Regions from separate parts of the Zea mays genome. Here region 2 is linked to region 1. Evidence: chromatin contacts called from public Hi-C data. All regions are on one chromosome and are shown on one strand. The core of a region is the stretch at or near the end of the contact, and the rest is flanking DNA. Distances in the headings are between cores, read along the strand shown. Region 1 holds the start of LOC103654758 (calmodulin-binding receptor kinase CaMRLK). Region 2 holds the start of LOC103654760.

Region 1 (2,632 bases), core at 48-2,547:
TTCACCCCCCTCTAGGTAACTTTCAGGAGGACGTTGTTGTTGGGCTTCTCTAGGAAGCGCGACACCTAGAAGTTGGGCCAGAAGCCGGGCGTTTGGCGCTGGGGAGAAGCCGCTCAGAAGCGGTTCCAAACAGAGGACATGTCTTGCTGCAGCAGCTGCTTCTTGCACCCCTGCTCGCAACAAAGTAACTTGTACGGGTAGGCGGTGTCGTGGTCCTGCATGCAGCGTCTAGAGACCCTGGCGTGGCGCGGCCTCCAACTCGATCAGCACGTCCACCATCTCCCTGTGTAGGTCCACGACCACCACGGACGGGCCGCAGAATGGGTCCCCCGTGATGACGTCCACGTGCACGGCGATGAGGCCTAGCAGCAGGATCTGCGCCAGCTTGTGCATCGCCTCTGAGTCACAGTACAGGGACTGGATCAGCGGACCCTTGCCTCGCTCCGTGCCGGGGTTCGCCACCGAGAGCTCCATCACGCCTTCACCACCTTGTGGTCAGCATCCTACATGCGGAATTTGAAGGCTCTCAACAAAGAGGAGGGGCCGGAAGCTAATCCGATTTGATTATTCGAACGTACGTACCAGAGGAAGGAGTTGAGGAATCAACCACCGATGTGCCAGAAGAGCAACGAGGACACCTGCGGCGGCCCAGATCGAGGCCAAGGCTGGCGTGGTGTTGGGGGCGAGGAGATAATAGGAGAGGAGGGGCGAGCGTGGCCGACGACGAGCATAGTGTCCAATCGTCCCCCATGTCGACGGCTTTAGCGACGCCGAGCTCCCGCATCGTGAGCGCCTCCTGCGGCGCGCGGGGACTGTGGCATGGTAGTGGACGGGCCTGCGCCAAGTCTCTGGCGATGGGACGTCGACTTGGACGACGTGGGTCCTCCTCCATGTGGTGGTTGTGACGGTGGTGGCGGTGCAGTAAAGCGGCCAGCCGAGGGAGGCGAGGAGAGGGAGGGTGGAGCGGAGGAAGGCGGGAGGAGGAGAGGGTTAATCGGGGAATCCTTCTTCCATGGATCCGGTTAGCGCACGGAGGTGAGGGAGGACGTGTCGTTGGTTGGGCCGGCGCACGTGGCCAGCGACCACACGTGGGCGGCAGCGGTGGCCGAGCACGTGCTAGGGTTTTTGGGCGAGAGAGAGTGAGAAGGGGGCACATGGAGGCAGGGGGCACGAACAATGGATGGACGGGGCATCGCGAGCATGTTGAGGATGGGGAGGTGGCACGTGGACGGGGCACACGGGCGATGTGTGAACACTGACGTTATTATCTTGATAGAATAATATAGATTTTATTTTGTTGATGCTTTTAGTTGGGCCGTCCATACGCGTGCCGCACTTAAGTGCGGCCCACCACACGGGACACAAACTACTACAGTCAATCAGCGCATCTCCCGCGCCTTCCGAATTCTGACAGTTTGTTGCCTTGCGCTGGTTGCGGAATGCGGATTGTCTCTTCTTATCCCCCTTCGACTATTCCACCCCACCACATCCACATCCATTCAATCAAGACCAGCACACTGCCGCGCTCCGCAGGTCTTCTCTCCTACAAAACAAAAAAACCAGAGAGAAAGACAACACGGCCATCACGCGCAAAGCGAGACTACCTGGAGCTATGCCACTCCGCTTGGCGGCCTGCCGCGTCTTCCTGCTCCTCGCCGCGGCCGCGGCCGCCGCCACCTCTCCGTCTCCGGTGGCAACGGCCACGTCCAACGGCTCCGCGAACTGCACCCTCCGCGACGGAGAAATCGTCCGCGCGGCGTTCAGGCAGGTCGCCAACTTCCCCTTGCCGCTGCCCGGCCGCCGCCGCGCGTGCCGCCACGTCAGGCGGCTCCGCTTCCCGTCGCGCAACCTCACGGGCGCCGTGGACTGGGACGAGCTAGGCAACCTGAGCGGCCTCCTCACCGTCGACCTCTCCGGCAACTCGCTCCACGGCCGCGTCGGCAGCTCGTTCTGGCGCGCGCCGTCGCTCCGGGCCGTGGACGTCTCCTGCAACCGCCTCGAAGGCGCCCTCCGGTTCGGCGGCCACCCAGGCACGCGCCTAGCCACGCTCAACGTGTCCGGCAACCGGTTCACCTCCGTCGAGAACGTGGCCGGGCTCTCCGGCTTGGTCGGCCTCGACGTGTCCAGGAACGCCATCGGAGCGGTGCCGGAGGGGCTGCGGGGCCTGACGCTGGTGCGCCAGCTCAACCTGTCGTGGAACAACATGGCCGGGACGTTCCCCACCGACTTGCCGCCTCTCGCCGGCCTCCAGGTCCTGGACATCTCGCACAACGACTTCTCCGGCGCGGTTGACGCCGACACCATCCGTAAGTTCGGCAGTTCCTCCTTCGTCCAAGCCGGCGACGCGTTGCGGGTGGTCGAGGACCTCGCGCCGGCGCCGGCGCCGGCGTCTAGTGGCGGCAGACACAAACGCAGACGTGCGGTCACCATGGCGCTGGTCTCAGTCGGCGCAGCGGTGACGCTGGTGTTCTTGGCCGCGTGCGTGGCGTGCGCCATGACGCGTCGGTGGAATAAGAAGAAGAAGGACAAGGACAAGGACCGGAAGACAGCGGCGTGGGAGGACGACGAGGTGGCCGTGGGGGCGTTGAAGCTGGCCGCCGCCGCGCCGGTGGTGGTGCTCGAGCGGCCGCTG
Region 2 (2,632 bases), core at 62-2,561, 140 kb after region 1:
ACGCATAGGCAACATTGAGCTCCTCGGTGACATGCCTCTCCAGACCGAACCGCTCAGGCAGCACCTTGGCCTCCTCAGCCGCCTCCTTCCACGGCGTTCTCCTCCCGTCCTTCTTCAGCATCCCCTTCTCATCCACGAATCCCTTCCGCCGAAGCATGTCCACCAGCGCGTTGGCGAAGGCCCAGGTCAGCCCCGGCACCCTCTCCGCCAGGAACTCCGCGCTCACGGCGAAGTCATCGCACTGGATCTCCCGCACGTCGACGTGCTTCTCCCTGAGTTTGTCCATGCTTTCCGCAACCAACCGCGCCCTTTCGGTGTCCTTGGGCATATGCACAAACAGCGCCGGCGGATACCCGGTGGGGATCTCGGCCATGGTCCCGTACATGCCCTCCGCGATCATGACGGTCACGCTGCTGAACTTAACCCTGGCCGCGAGCGCGGAGAGGAAGTACCCGCCCGAGGACGCGCCGATGCCGAAGAGTGGGAGGCCCGCGAGCTGAGGGTACTTCTCTGTGGTCCACCACTTGATGATGGACTGGACGGCGGCGAGCTCGCTGCCGTCCTCCCCGCCGCCGGCGTCGTCGAGGGACCAGCACTTGGCGCGGCTGGAGACGGCGAGGACGGCGTACCCGCGGCTGAGCGCGGCGCGGGTGAAACGGCGCTCCTCGGGAAGCCCCGTGCAGCGCGGGCAGCCCGGGGAGGCGTCGAAGAAGTCGGTGGCGCGGATGGTGCACCCGGGCGCCGCGAACAACGCGGCTCGCAGTGGGGACGACGGGGGCGGTAGCTGCCACAGCACCTCGTTGCCGTTCCTTCGGGTGACGCTAGCGTCCAAGCGGACGGCGTCCGCGTCGGTGACAGTGGTCAGCGCCGCCGCCGGCGCCGCCGGAGGAGCGCGCGGAAGGAGTAGCGCGGTGGCGAGGAGGAGCAGCGCGCACGTCGAGGCGATCAGCACCGCGGGCCGGAGGGACTGCGGAATCCCAGCGAGGATGGCGTGCATTTCGCGTGTCATGGAAGGGGATCGGGCAACTGGAGATCCCAATCCCAGAGAGATTTGGGCATCAGAGGGAAGGCGAGTTTGACTTGTCACACTTCAGTGCAGAGATCGCCGTTGACTTGGCTATAGAGATGAACCAGGCCCATGTACAAATGTGGGCCGCGCCTCTAGATCTTATTGGGCTTTCTGTCGCTTCATCACCCGGCTTGGCAAGAGGATCAGTGCTGGCTGCTGCTGCTTCATTCATCCTCGTCTTGTGTTTGTTGCAAGTCGCAAAGGTTTGCGCCGCCTGCCGGGCGTCGTCGGCTCATCGCCGTCGGCGGTAGGCTTCTGCCTCCCCCGTCTCGATACCTCTCCTTCGGCGAAGACTCGCAGGGAGGTCCCCACTTCATCACCTCCGTTTCCTACCGGAAAAGGCAACTTCTGTCGGCCATCTCAGGTAGCTCACCAGGCCTCCACGATCTCAAGTTCGCAACCACCAAATCCGCCCTCCTGCTTCCGGTTGGGGATGTTTGAACTACTGCTTGATTCGCTTTAGTTTTGTCTGCTTATTCATCACTAGTCACCGTATTGCTAGGTTGCATCTTAAAACTTTTCACCTGTGCTTACTTTAGGAATGACCGAAATCCCTGATAGCATCCTAGTAACACTGCTTATTTTCAGTTTCAGCCTGACTTTTCTTTTCAAAACTGCACTTGTTCTTTGAACATGCATATTTTGCCTGCAACCCTTCATTTTAAATCTGTTTTTTTCTTCGTTGCCAGTACTTTTTTTGGAAGATGGATCCAGAAGACTCTAGTGACTTTGAAGAGGAGGACGACGAAGAAGAAGATGATGACTTAATGATATTCATATTGCCAGCGCTATATCTAGCATCTACTGGAATTGGAACTCTGGATCAAACATCTATGGTTAGTGATGGTACTGCGATTGAAACTCCAAGTCAAGTATCAAAGTTTAACGATGCAGAAAGGATTTGTAAAGTGCTTGAAGATGACAGAGGCCAAGGCTATGATAAACTTCGTGTGGAGCCCCATGTTCTCCTCGAACTTTCACGCTATCTGAGGTCAAATGATCTTTTGAAAAATACCAGAGGTGTTTCTGTAGAAGAGAAAATTGGCATGTTTATTTACATGCTATCCCGAAATGCTAGTTTTCAGAAACTAAGTGACAGATTCAAGTACAGTACAGAAACTATTCACAGGCATATCAAAGCATGCTTTGATGCAGTCACACCAATGACTGGTGAATTCGTCAGGCCACCTTCAATTCAAGCCCACCGGAAAATATCATCTGATACACGTTATGGGCCTTACTTTGAGGTCAGTGTAACTTTTGGTGATATAAACTAAGATTTTCTGCCCTTTTCTGTTACCTTGAGGACTTATTTTCCCTTGCAGAACTGTATTGGAGCAATTGATGGAATCCATGTCCCTATGACAATATCGGACAGTGAAGCAGCTCCATACCGAAATAGACAAGAATCCCTTTCCCAAAACGTGATGCTTGCTTGTGATTTTGATTTGAATTTTGTCCATGTTTCTTGTAGCCGAGAAGGGTCTGCATCTGACGCAGCAGTCTTATACTCTGCTATAGAATATGGATTTGAAGTCCCAAGAGGAAAGTTCTACCTGGTTG

Evidence for each region. A called contact is a pair of places that touch in the nucleus more often than the background predicts.
Region 2: a Hi-C map of leaf shows a contact between it and region 1, with 5 times the contacts expected there. The contact joins the promoter of LOC103654760 here to the promoter of LOC103654758 in region 1. A contact is called at or near these places in 2 of 25 Hi-C or Micro-C datasets (both in leaf).

The regions. Positions count from the first base shown.
Region 1 is chr4:236,306,699-236,309,330 of Zm-B73-REFERENCE-NAM-5.0, forward strand. It overlaps LOC103654758 (calmodulin-binding receptor kinase CaMRLK), which reads left to right and starts at 1,298. Exons shown (of 2, transcript XM_008681575.3): 1 at 1,298-2,632. The coding sequence starts at 1,613.
Region 2 is chr4:236,444,621-236,447,252 of Zm-B73-REFERENCE-NAM-5.0, forward strand. It overlaps LOC103654760, which reads right to left and starts at 1,312. Exons shown (of 1, transcript XM_008681578.3): 1 at 1-1,312. The coding sequence starts at 1,009. LOC100216798 reads left to right here and starts at 1,253. Exons shown (of 3, transcript NM_001143197.1): 1 at 1,253-1,433; 2 at 1,759-2,316; 3 at 2,395-2,632. The coding sequence starts at 1,774.